2 separate regions of the Sus scrofa genome follow, and region 2 is linked to region 1. Evidence: chromatin contacts called from public HiChIP or PLAC-seq data. All regions are on one chromosome and are shown on one strand. Each heading gives the region's core, a stretch centred on a gene start, on an enhancer-like site or on the middle of the called end of the contact. The rest is flanking DNA. Distances are from core to core; before and after follow the strand shown.

Region 1 (6,748 bases), core at 752-3,251:
CATTTTATATTGAGAAGTGAATGTTTTAGATCAATGCTTCTTAGAAACTTTCTGTAATGGACTAATAACTTTTGTAAAGTACCATAGAATGGAAATGGAAGAAAAACAAGATATAAAATACAATCCTTCTTGGTTATTGTTAGAGTCAATAGCAAATTATTCTGTCAAATTGCTCTAAAAGTTTCTAAACTTAGCCTCAATTTTTATATTTCATTGAGTACTCGTAATAAATAGTTACTCCACGTAACACTTTTCCAGAGGTAGTGCTTTAAATTACTAAAAGGCATTTGAGAAGTAGTTCAGCTTTTTTCCATGTTTGAATTCAAGACAATTGGTTGACTCTTATTTTCTCACTCTGGCTATAGCTACCAGTTTTAATTTACTATTGAATTAATTCCACAGAGTGCTGGTTTTGAGGCTTGATGAAAAGAGGCACATCAAACAGATTTTATACAAGCTAGTTACATTTTATTGGGATAAGCTGGAGGGTACAGTTTTAGTGAAAGATAAAGCAAATTGGGTTTGAGGCCATTTAGGGTAGCCTTCTGACCCTTTCCCTGTTTTCCTCATTGGAGATACCCTCAGTTTTGATAACATTGTTCTTGAAGGGGTTTCTGCTAGGTGTTCAGAAGCACAGAGTAGAAGCTTACCATAAAGCCTCTTACACCTCGGACCATGTCACCCTGAAATCCCAGCTTAATGATTTGTTTTGTGAATAATTTGTCACTTGGCTGTCGTATCCTCATTCGGAGCATATTTTTTTTACTTCGTTGTTCACATTTATAAAAAAAAAATAGGCATTATTCGTGCTCAACCCCTTTGTGACCCTGTAGCCATGTACAGACTATGAGCATGAGCAGTTCATTATCTCCTGTCTTACAAGGTCTCGAAGGTCTAAGTCCACAGGCTGGTCCTGACTTTGAAACCTCATAGGAACACTGAGGAATATGTTTTTATACTATCCAAATTCTTTATGCCTTTGGTGGTGACAATTCTGAAAAAAAAAGGGAGGTTATTAGATCATGTTTATAGTGGTCTTAAACTAATGAGAGTGTATAGATTATGAATCATTTGAAGTGTGATTGATTTTCAACATTTGTTGATGCCTTTGTGTTAAAAAGCGTTATGTTACACAATGTCGGATTTTAAAAAAAATTTATTATAGTTGACCTACAATGTTCTGTCAATTTCTGCTATAAAGCAAAGTGACCCAGTTACACACACACACACACACACACACACACACACACACACGTTCTTTTTCTCCTGTTATGTTCCATCACAAGTGATTGGATATAGTTCCCTGTGCTATGCAGCAGCAGGACCTCATTGCTTATCCACTCCAGATGCAATAGTTTGCACCTGTTAACCCCAAATTCCCAGTCCATTCCACTCCCCCCCCACACACACAGGGTCAGATGGATGCAGAGAAGTAGACAAGTGTTCCTTGGCAGCTAGGAGTTTATAATCTTATAGAAAGAAGTTAGAAATCAGCTGACTGAAGTTCAAGGAGGTAAGTTTCAAACTAATGGATATAACTGTATCACTCTGGGTCCAAGCCTTGGAGAAACCATACAGTAATTTGAACATGGAAAGAATTGACTGGAGCAGGAGAATGGAAGAATGAGGGATTCTAAAGAACATTGAATAACAGAAATAAGGAGCAGCTTAAGGAAGAGCCCTCTTAGCTCCAGAAGCCAGAGGTCCAGACTTCATTGGAGAGAGCATGGCTGTAGATCACTGAATGGCAGAGAAATTGATGTGGTGCCGTGTTGGTGGGATGTACTGTACATCTGTTCCCTAGGGTGCTAGGGAACGCTGTCCACAAGGAGGTGATAACTCCACTATAAAACCTCCCAAAAAGAAAGTGTGAGGAAGCTGCTGGCTGCTGGGCATGCTGCTGTCCATCTTGGCCTGTAGAAGTTAGGTGCTAGAGGAGAGCCTGTGAGCAAGGGCACCAGAACCAGGAAGCAAAAGGTCTCTCCTGTAGTGTCTCTCTTGCGCCCTCTACTGATTAAGCTTAGCATTGTGCCAGCTGACCAAAGAAAAGTACTTACAGGTACCAGGTCTATTTTCAGTAGGCAAAAAAGATGAATGTGGAAATAAGAGACGCTAAATAAATCAGTAATCAGCATGGGCACGGTATTAGTGCAGCAGGAGCTCAGAGAAGGAGTAGACATCATATCAGGTTATGACAGTTAAGTGCTATTTGAAAGAGCTCTTGTAACAGGAGTAAGTTTTGTGGGTTTTTTTTAACTGAACATGACTTAATCTTTTTCTCATTAGAAAAACAGTACATGTTCATTTTATAAAAATTAAAATATAGAGAAGTATCTTTGTCTATAGTCTACAAAGAAGGGAAAAGTGCTGAGCTCTATTAGCCATAAAGCGAACCAGTGTTAATTGATGAAACATGGCTAGGTAGTGGATGTAGTAGGGTGGAAAAGCTTTCTGTGATGGTGCTTGCTGCTGCTTTTGTATCTTTGTTTATAGGGAAGAAAAATGGCTTTGAGATAAAATCATGCTCACAAATTATATAAACTAGCATTTTGAGGAAATTTCTATCTTTGGTGTTTATATGAGATTTATTTATGTAACTTTTTTCAAAAGCTTGTTAAATAGACAATCACTAGACATCACTTTTGTGCTCTCGAAGCAACCATCAGGAAGAGATTTTGTGTTGTAATCACACAGATGGAATGTTTTATCTTAGAAGTCCCTTGTGCTTTTCTCCTCTTTGCTCAAAGATTTCCATATAAATGCCCCTCCGAGGGATAGGGTTCTAGGAGACTTGATCTGAGAAAATAAATTGAAAACTGAATCTTGCCCTTGTTGAGGTATGGGGATTAATCCTCCCCTATATAGGAAAGACTACGGGATTCTCATGAACGAGAAAGACTGTCTAATACTGTATCATGGGTATTGCCATCTATACTTTAAAAGTTAGACAGTAGTTCTAAAGAATGAAAATAAGTTCTTGAGGAGTTCCCACTGTGGCTCAGCGGGTTAAGGACCTGACACGTTGTCTCTGTGAGGATGCAAGTTCAATCCCTGCCCTTGCTCAGTGGGTTAAGGATCAGGCATTGCCGCAAGCATGCGTTGTTGCTGTGGTTGTGGCATAAGCCTCATCTGCGGCTCCTATTTGACCCCTAACTTGAGAACTTCCATATGCCACAGGTGTGGCTATAAAAAGAAAAACAAAGCAAAGTTATTGTGTTATCCTCATCTGCGGCTCCTATTGGCAGTTCCTCTGGCCTGGGAACTTCCATATGCTGCAGATGGGGCTGTAAAAAGAAAAAGAAAACAAAAAAACAAAGTTGTGTATTAATCAACAGCTGGCTCATAAATGATTAGAACATGGAATGTTAGGCCTGTTTGCAGAGAAATATCCTGTACCACTAAATTCAGACTAGTTCATGTTGACTTGTCAGCCTTTTAACAAGGTTGGTACACAAGTGAATTGTTTGCTTTCCTGTTTTTGATAAAATTAAGAAAATATTAAAACTTTTAGTTTTTAAAACTTTTAGGTACAATATTTGACTTAGAAATATCTGCCTTAAAGATAACCACTTGTCAGAGGAGTTTCTCTTGTAGCTCAGTGATAATGAACCTGACTAGTATCCATGAGGATGTGGGTCCGATCTCTGGCCTCCCTCATTGGGTCAAGGATCCGGCATTGCAATGAGCTGTGGCATAGGCGGGCAGCTGCCGCTCTGATTCTACCCCTAGCCTGGGAACTTCCCTATGCTGTGGGTTCAGCCCTAAAAAGAAAAGGAAGGGAAAACAGTGTCCTTAGACCTTAATATCCCAATAAACCTGGTTGTCCTTCCCTAAAAAAACAAAACAAAACAAACACACACACACAAAACTTGTGTCTGTGTATGAGAGGACACAGAGTTCTCCGGTTTGAAAGATTTAGAACTGTCCAATCTGAACTTGTTGCAGTGATGGAAATGTTCTGTATCTGTGGTGTCCAATGTGGCCGATATGACGAAGAAACAATTTTACTTCATTAAATTCATTTAAATAGCCATGTATGGCCCACCCATATTGGATAGCAGAGTTTATAGAGTGGTGTGTGCATAAGGAAAATATATTAAAAGTAAATAATTTGAGGACGACATTAAGAGCAACTTCCCATTCAGGTGAAAGCAAGAGGAAGCACAACTTAGCAGAGCCTAGCAAGGCATAGTTTGGGGCAGGATGTTGACCTTCGTTTGAGGATTATCCTTTAATTTGTAGGTCAGGTGCACCTTAAAAAACACCCAGGGAGGATTTCCCCTGTGGCACAGCAGAAACAAATCCGACTAGGAACCATGAGGTTTCAGGTTCGATTCCTGGCCTCGCTCAGTGGGTTAAGGATCCGGCGTTGCCATGAGCTGATGTGGCTCAGATCTGGTGTTGCTGTGGCTGTGGTGTAGGCCGGCAGCTGTAGCTCCAATTAGACCCCTAGCCTGGGAACCTCCACATGCCGTGGGTGCGGCCCTAAAAAGACCAAAAAAAAAAAAAAAAAAAGCGTATTCTCTGGCGATGTCTGTTTCTGTAACATTACTTTACACAGCTTTTCTCCATTCATTTTATTTTATTTTATTTTATTTTTTATTTTTTTTTTTGTCTTTTTGCCATTTCTCGGGCCGCTCTCGTGGCATATGGAGGTTCCCAGGCTAGGGGTCGAATCGGAGCTGTAGCCACCGGCCTACACCACAGCCACAGCAACACAGGATCTGAGCCGCGTCTGCAACCTACACCCCAGCTCACGGCAACGCCGGATCCTTAACCCACTGAGCAAGGGCAGGGACCAAACCTGCAACCTCATGGTTCCTAGTCAGATTCGTTAACCACTGTGCCACGACGGGAACTCCCTCCATTCATTTTAGTATGCGTTTCTTGAGCACATACTGTGTGCCAAACTCTACTGTGGGCTGGGAATACAAAGATTAATAAGGCATAATTGCTATATTTTGCATTTTGGTTGGGATTAAGGGGGAGAGAGTCTCGGGGTAGAGAGAAAGTTTTCTTTCTTTATTTTGGTGGTGCCTGTGGCATGAAGAAGTTCCCAGGCCGGGGATGGAACCTGAGCCACAGCAGTGACAACACTCGATCCTTAACTGCTAGGCCACCAGGGAACTCCAAGGGAAACTTTTAAGGGTTCCCCTTTTTAAAAAATCAGTTTGATTCTGCATAGAAATATTCTTTTTTAAAAAGTTTGCTTACCTTTTAAAAGCCATTTTTCTTAAAGCAAAGAGAAATTTTCACCTTTTTGTCTTTGCCAGATTTTTCCCTCCCATAAGTAGAATGCAGCCTCAAAATTCTCATCATGACATACAGGATGATGTGGCAGCCAGACACTCAGGAACATTTAGAGTAGCTCTGTGAGGTGAAGCCTGCTTGCTGTTTGTGACCTATAGGTAGTACCTGGAGTATCATTCCTCTGCCTTTTATCTGTGGAAGCTATCTGTCTCATATGTCATTAATCAAGTCATGCTCTTTCATAAGTTATTTTGAAATGATGGAAATAATCTCTTACCCCTCTGTAGTCATGCAATTGTTCAGCAGATTTTTATTTATTGATTGCCTTGCCTGTGCTGGGTCCTGTTGAACCATGAGCAGGGATGCGAGGCATGTTACTGTGGACTGAGACAGTTATGAGCCCATATGCACCCTCAGTCTCTATGATTTTGGTGGTGGCTTGCTAAGATAGTGGAACTTGGACGTGGCAGCAGCCTAGATCCATAAATCACCTTAAAGAGAAGAACTAACCCTCAGGCTTAGTGTTCCCTAGAAGTAAAATTTTGTTGTGTTAAACCATTGAGATTTGGGGATGTATTTGTTAACTAGTGCATAGCCTAGCCCAGCCTAATACAGGGTTATTTTCAGTCATTTGTGGTTAGGACAGTACTGCTATGAATATTCTTTTTATTTTATTTTTTGTCTTTTTAGGGCTGCACCCATGGCATATGGAGGTTCCCAGGCTAGGGGTCAAATCCAAGCTGTAGCCACTGGCCTACACCATGGCCATAGCAACACTAGATCCAAGCTGCATCTGCGACCTACACCGCAGCTCTCGGCAACGCTGGATCCTTAACCCACTGAGCGAGGCCAGGGATCAAACCTGAGTCCTCATGGATGCTAGTCAGATTCCTTTCTGCCGAGCCATGATGGAAACACCTGAATAATCTTGTAATTTGTTTATGTGCAAGAGTTTCTTGGATTTATATCCAGGAATAAAATTGCTGAGTTGCAGAATGTACAGACAGTCAACTTTTAAGCCAATATCAGGTTGTTTTCTGAGGTTGTTTTTACTGGTTTATACTCCTGCTAGCAGTGTATAAGAACTCTCTTTGCAGTCTTATTTTCAGTTAACCTTTTTATTTTGTGCCGAGCTAGATGTTAAATGATACCTACAAATGGCCTTAATTTACAGTTCAACCATGAGACTGGGCATGATCTTGTGTATTTATTCACTGTTTGTCATCTTCTTTGAAACGGCTTCTTGTCATTTGCTCGTTATTTACTGGATTGTTTTGTCTTTTGCTTATTTCTTTATCAGAATTCTTTATTCTGGATATGATTTTGGTCAATTACTTTGTTTTTTTCTTTTTACAGCTGCACCTGCAGAATATGTAAGTTCCCAGGCTAGGGGTCGAATTGGAGCTGCAGCTTCCGGCCTACGCCACAGCCACAGCAACACCAGATCCGAGCCACATCTGTGATCTACACCACAGCTTGCAGCAACACTGGATCCTTA
Region 2 (7,083 bases), core at 4,129-6,628, 100 kb before region 1:
CTTTCCACCAAAACACACAAATGACTTCTTAGCAGGTTGCTTACTGCATTCCGAGTTTCCTTTCTCCCTCCCTCCCCTCAGTGAACAATTGCTGTGCTCCCCTCTGGGAAAAAAGACTATAAAGACACAGCCCTTGCCTTTTTGGTAGATGAGAATTTACCCTGTCCTGGCCCTTTTTATCCCAGCGGGTTAAATCATAAAGAGACTAACTGCAGTGGGGGTGGGGGTGGGATGGGGAGAGGATAGAAATCCCACAAACTGATTACTGGTACCATGAAGACGAAACGTCAGCAGAAATGTTTAGGCAAATCAAAGAGAGAAAATCCGTGGTCTTACTTTGACCAAGCAGAAACTTGCCTTGAATGCTCTGTAAACCATTTCAGCAAGCTTCCACGCTCAGCAGCATCAGTGTCAGCCCGTGTTAGCAATTGCTCCTATGATACCATCATCTTTCCTGTCCACGTGGCTCTCTCCATCCTGCACTGGCCCAACCTCGTGCCTTGGATATCTGTCCCTCAGGGTGCCTTGAAGCCTCTGTCCAATGTCCTTCTGGGCAAGCTCCAGATTTCCCTGATTCCCTGCCCCGCATCAACGAAAACGCTTTCCTTGGGTTCCGATGTTTCCCAAGGTGACAACTAGCTGATGAGACCAATGAACCTGTCTGTGGCTGGTACACGTCAGGCTTCCCTTGAGTTCACGTGTCACCCCTTGTGTCAGTTGGTGTTCTTGGTTTCTTGCAACTAAGGATGACTCTGTCTCCTTTAAGAGTGTGGGGCTTTAGTGAAAGGATACTGGGAAGCCCTAGACTCTCTGGAAAGGTGGAGGAACAGACTTTAAAAATGGGCAGGAATAGGAAATACGACACAGCACTGGGGACCGCAGCCCACATCATGCCATAAACAATGATGGCGAGAACGTGACTTCAGCCACTCCCTACTGCTGGACACCACCAGTTTGCCACTGATAGTTCTGGACAGGGCCACTGCCACAGGACCCCTGTCACCACTGCCACCCACTGCCAAAATAAATGCTCTCCTAAACTCTGTGATCTTGTGTCACCAGCTCCTGATGCACAGTGTGGAGTAAGCAACCCTGGTTGGTTGACCTTAGCGCCTGTGCCCCTGCCCTGCAGTCGAAAACGAGCTCTGCTTCCTATAAATACTCATAAGGGGTGAAGTTCTCAAAACAGGAAAGGAAGTTAGAGGTTGAGAAGAGAAAAAAGAGAGGCAAACGTGCACCACACCCTTTTAAGCAGTTTGTGCATTTTAGCGGAGGACTTTTCTCTTTTTTAATTTTATGGCCACACCCTCAGCATATGGAAGTTCCTGGGCCAGAGACTGAATCTGAGCCACAGCTGTGACCTACTACACCACGGTTGTGGCAATGCCAGATCCTGCTCCAGGCACAGCCCGGGGATGGAATCCATACCTCCACAGTGACCTGAGCCACTGCAGTCAGATTCTTAACCCACTATGCCACAAAAGGAACTCCTAGCAGAGGACCTCTTGAGGCAAATTCTTAGCATAAAGAAATGACTCAAATGATGAAAACTTCAGCCAGACCCTCAGCCCAGCAAGGGAGATAGTTTGTGGTCAGGTAGGCCTTTTGAAACCCCTCCACTCATACCGTATCACTTACCACCACTCTATCTGTTCTTAGGGCCTAGCCTTGCAGCATGACAATTTTTTTTTTTCTTACTGCCCCATAGCATGTGGAGTTCTAGCCTAAGCCAGGGATCTGATTCGAGCTGTAGCTGCAACCTATGCCACAGCTACAGCAACACTGGATCCTTTAACCCACTGTGCTGGGCCAGGGATCGAACCTGCATCCTGATGCTGCAGAGACACCACCTGGAGTTCCCAGGAAGGCAAACTGAGAAGACAGGAGGACAGAGCCATACCCCTGCCTGTGGCAGGAACTTCTGAAGGCCATAAGCTTTTCTTAGTCAGCTAGTCCATCGCTAGGGTCCAAAGACTACTTTCCAAATTTCTTTCCATGTGGTAGGAAGGATGGTAAGAGCAGGTGGATCTCCGCCTCCAGTCCTGAGCTGTGGTTTCTCCAGAAAACTCTGTACATTTGTCCTGCTTTGCCCATCCCTACCTCTGCCTGCAGAGGGAGAGTACCCTGATGTCCACAGAGCCTGTTCCCAGAGTCCCCTGGGGGACCAGCATGGTGTCTGCCTAAGGCCTCCCAAAGAGCCAAATTGAGCACCAAGCAGTTCCTCCTCACCGAGTGGGAGGTGGGGGCCACCCCACGATGCCACAAGTCAGAATATTCAGACAGGAGACTATTCAGAATCCAAGATAAATAATGTCAGAATTTCCACTGTTAATGTAAATAGCAATCACTCAGATTTTGTAAATCCAGTCACAAAACAAAAACCTAAGTTTTTTTCTGGAAGCACAAAAGAAGTTATTAGGGGTTCACTGATTTTCTCAAAGGCCCCAGTTGCAAGAAACTGGATAAACCATAATCCTTGGTTCATATCACTCTCATCTTTGGTCATCATTGATCATTGATCCACTTTATTTATTTAAAGTGCCAGATATCTTCCATTTGCCCCCCAAATCCATTCTCTGCCCTTCTCTGTCCTACCCCAGCAGGCTGACCTCCGTGAGCTCCCTTGCCTTCTGGCTTCCGATTGTATTTGGCTGAGAACAAGGCTTGGTCCATCAGCGCGAAGGAGGAAAGGGAGTTCGGGGTGCTCATTCTCCTGACTCCTCCCTCTGGATTTGTCTCCAATTGGCTTTGCTCACAACCGAAGGTGACCTTCCTCTCAAGGTGACCCTGCCCACACACACCTCTGCTTTGGGGTTCTAGGGACCCTTCCTTGACAGCTTCCTCCTTTCTGGGCCCAGGACAGGGAACAGCTCTGCCTCTACCGTGTAATTGTACTCTCCCTCGTGGTTTGCCCTGTCCTGCCCACCCCTTTGGAAACAGTCCCTTTAGAAATCCCGCTAGAGTTATCCTTGTTCAAATGCAGTTCCTACATTCACGCCTCTGGCTTCTGCTGGGACCCTGAGTGAGTTGGGTGTTTATGCAGTGATACTGAGGCAGAGGGATTCTGGCACTTGCAGCAGGGAGCCACAGATCTCAAAGAATGCAGGCAGAGGCGTAAAGGCAAATCCCCAGAGACGCTTGTCCCTCTGATTCATTATGGGTGCACATGAGGAAGTGGCTGGACATGAGGGGGCTGGCATACCTCATCGTATTACAAGTGGTGTATTCAAATGTAGCCCAGATTGGAGAGGGAGAAGATTTCAACCTGGGAGGCCTTCTTTCTTTCTTTATTTATTTTTGCTTTTTTTTTTTTTTTTCTTTTTTAGGGCCCCACCCTTGGCACATGGAGGTTCCCAGGCTAGGGGTCCAATCAAAGCTACAGCTGCCGGCCTACACCACAGCCACAGCAACACGGGATCCGAGCCACGTCTGCAAGCTGCACCACAGCTCACGGCCACGCCAGATCCTTAACCTACTGAGCAAGGCCAAGGATTGAACCCGCAACCTCATGGCTTCTAGTCTGATTCGCTTTCGCTGCGCCGTGACGGGAACTCCTGGGAGGCCTTCTTTAAAAGAGTGTGGGTGCTGTGAAGTCATGGGACAAAGGAAACAGACAATGGGTAAGGAAAAGTCTTATAAAGACTAGAAAAAGAAAAAATACTCCTCACGAACCAGTCTCATCTTCTACTCCATCAACAATTACCAAGGCTTTATTTTGGGCTAAATGCTTTCTATCGAATATTTCACTTATTTTGGGAAAACCCTAGGCTGAGAGCAGCACCAGAGTCACAGTAAAAGACATGAGCATTAGGCCGAAGAAGAGAAAGCACTTGAGCAACTTGATCCTCTTTATCAAGTCCACCAAGATTGTCAACCTGTGGCAATCTATAGGCAGCTAGTGGTTACTGAATAGCACACATTTGCTGATCAAATGGCAAACATGGAAAGGTTCATATGGTACATAGATGAGGAAGTCCAAAATATCTGAAGGTCACCCATCTTTCTGAGGCTATTTATTCTAAAGGCAGCCGTGTGGTTTGGCAATAGCTTGGAGGTAATTTATGACAGAAGAATCTCCCTCAGTTCCTTCCTCCTTCAGCTAGGCAGCATCTTCCTGCTCCACAATCAAGATCAAGACAAAAGGCTGGAGTTCCCGCTGTGGTGCCGTGGGTTAAGGATCTGACGTAGCCACAGCTGTAGCTTGGCTGGATCCCTGGCCTGGGAATTTCCGTGTGTCACAGGTGCAGCCAAAAACAAAAAGACAAAAGGCTGATGCGAAAGGATTCCAGTTTTCACCATGATTATAAGGGTTCATTGTGAGTGAGGGCACTGACCAGGAAGATGACCCTCTGCCTGGGGAGGAGACTGTTTCTGGGCTGACCAAGTTTTTCAAATGCAGGACCCAACTTTTATAGATGTCTTTTCTCTGGAAAGAGAGAAAAGGTTAAAACATCCATAGACATAGTACTCACTCAGAGGCATACGAGTTGTGGAGACACTGACCCATTCACTCAAGGACGTCTAGAAGCTCAGGCAGTTCTTTGCCTTAGCCTTCGTTACCAGGAATAGTAGACAGGGGCCAGGTGAGCCCCAGGAAAGGCTGAAAACAGGGCCCTGGATAGTCCAGATGGAATTACACTTCTCAGGGCTCCTTAAAATGTGTCCTTAGTGACTGCTGCCAAGAGCTGCTGCGTCTTTCACTCACATCCTAGCCATGGCTCTTGTTCTAATCGTCCCATCTTCATGGCAGTGCAACGACTGTCCCCAGCGCCTTTTGGCTGTTTTTGGTCCTGTGATTATTCCTCAGGCCCTGAGTCCTGCAATCTCTCCCCTTCCAGAACCCTTCATATGAGAAACACGGACAACGAGGTTCCAAACTTCAGCTGTGTTGAACTCTCATCACTGTGACACACTGAATTTGTAGGAAATGATTCTCTCTCCCCAACACTTCCTTATTTCAAGGGTGTTTGGCTTATAAAGGGCAACATGAAAGAACCATTTTTCATATAACACGCAAAGCAATACTGATACCAGTTGAGTCCGTATCGCAATGATTAATATTTAGTAACTCTAGACAACAGTATCACACATGTTTCTGAAACCGAGAGGAGAAGTTTCTTGCAGAATCTCAAGCACTTTGGAGAAGTGGCCTTAGCAGAATGCATCTTGAAGACAGTCTTTCCCACAGAGCTCCAAAAACGGTGATCAGAGAGGAGGCGCGGAGAAGGTACACAGTCAAGCCAAACTTTAATGGAGATAAACCTGGCTCTAACACTGGAGTGGCCGCAAGAGTCCAACCCCAGGACAACCTCTGAGGCTCCAAGGGGGAAGTGGAGCTGTGTGGGGAGAGCACAGGGAGTGAGGGGGAGGGTCATGCTTTCTGGAGGGTGGGTGTGTTTCTTTCTTTTCCGGCTACTGTTATCAATGTGGTAAGCACATCCCTTCACAGATGCTCTGGAGAGGAAGCCCAGTGCTTCCTGTTGTCTTACCAATGTGGCAAAATGCAAGTGAGAAATAAAGAAGGGGAAAGGTGGGGGGAATGGGAAGCTCCTCCAAGGTGGATCAGAGATGCCAGCCTCTAGGAGGAAGTCCATCTCACCTTCTCCCAGAGAGGCGGCTGGGAGGACCCATCCTCAGCTGCTTCTCAAATCAATCAGGATCCAGAAAATAATCCCTCTCTAGAAGAAGGACATGTCTGAGAGACACTGGAATAGACAGCATAGTTGGAGATCTTAAAAGGAAGGATAAGGAAATATGTCTAGAGGGATACTGCCAAAGAAATAGACTCATCCCCCACTTACTGCCCTTCAAATCCTTCTATTTGTGAGGCTCTACCCCCAAAGTTTTGCAGTGTTGGAAAGAATCATTTAAATATCAGCTTCTGCCTTGTTTTGCTGCTATGAGCTCTTAGCCCTCTATGAGATGCTTGATGAGATTGAGCCGAAATAAAATCCTGGCCCCTGGGGTGAAGCACACAGGTGGTGCCAACAGGTTACCATATATTTACATATTTTCTATTTATAGCACCATAGTCAACATAAATACTGATATTTATTTATTTTTATCATCACACAACTTACCCCTTAAAAGAGCCTCCCCTCGCCTTGCTTTTCAGTGGTCACCTTTTTTCTTCTGTTCTTCAAAAGACCAACTTTATCCCTTTTGAAATTTGGTTTGGCCACATACCTTCCCCATGTCCTCCTCTTAGATAATATTTTTTTGGAGATCTGTGAGAAAGGCTGTTTTCAGACTGAGATTCTGCAGGACACTTACACTTTTCAAGCCAACCCTGAATTTCTTGAGCTAGACTTCTTCAACAACATTATCTCCCTCTGTTGCCCCTATTTCACATCCTACTACATCCTTCCTTTGACAGAAAGATAACAACAAAAATTCCACTTTGATCATAACCGTCATTGAGCAAAGGAAACCCCCTCCAGTTTTTGAATTTTCAAAAAAGATATGTGTTCCCCTTGAAAGGAAAGTCGGCTTTGCATCCTCAACACCACTTCCTACGGTTAGGAAAACAAGCAAGTATTGATGCCTGGTAGGTGGAGACAAAGGCAGAGGCAGGGACATCTTTGTTGCTTGCATCACGCTACATTCTTTTTTAATTTATTTTTTTGCCACATCCAGCTGCATTTCTAAAGATGATGTTTTCTTACTTCTCTCTTCTTTACCAAAAGTTCCAATGGTATTTAGATTATCTTCTTGGCGTTCCTGTTGTGGCTCAGTGGTTAACGAATCCAACTAGGAACCATGAGGTTGCGGGTTCCATCCCTGGCCTTGCTCAGTGGGTTAAGGATCTGGCGTTGCCATGAGCTGTGGTGTAAGTTGCAGACACGGCTCGGATCCCATGTTGCTGTGGCTCTGGCGTAGGCCTGTGGCTACAGCTCCGATTCGACCCCTAGCCTGGGAACCTCCATACGCCATGGGAGCTGCCCTAGAAAGGCAAAAAGACCAAAAAAAAAAAAAAAAAAAAAAAAAAAGAATCAGTCTACTTAATGGATCTAGAGAAACTAATTGCCCAAGATAAGGCAAGAGACATAGGTCTTTACCTAAGTATCAGTTTTCACATGAACT

What was found. HiChIP or PLAC-seq counts read pairs in DNA pulled down with a chosen protein or histone mark.
Region 2: an H3K27ac HiChIP or PLAC-seq map of alveolar macrophages shows a contact between it and region 1. The contact joins two enhancer-like sites. A contact is called at or near these places in 4 of 47 Hi-C or Micro-C datasets (blood, embryonic fibroblasts and skeletal muscle) and 1 of 2 datasets of contacts at active chromatin or transcription factors (alveolar macrophages).

Annotation. Positions count from the first base shown.
Region 1 is chr13:133,357,299-133,364,046 of Sscrofa11.1, reverse strand. The region is part of intron 1 of PAK2 (serine/threonine-protein kinase PAK 2); the gene reads left to right. Among named protein-coding and RNA genes, the nearest start is that of PAK2, 23 kb to the left of the region's middle. Within about 2 kb of position 2,001, at least 7 of the 83 cell types and tissues checked have an H3K27ac peak or open chromatin away from gene starts, as enhancers often do. A contact at or near this core is called in alveolar macrophages, where this site is marked.
Region 2 is chr13:133,463,061-133,470,143 of Sscrofa11.1, reverse strand. No RefSeq gene overlaps it. Among named protein-coding and RNA genes, the nearest start is that of NRROS, 30 kb to the left of the region's middle. Within about 2 kb of position 5,378, at least 8 of the 83 cell types and tissues checked have an H3K27ac peak or open chromatin away from gene starts, as enhancers often do. A contact at or near this core is called in alveolar macrophages, where this site is marked.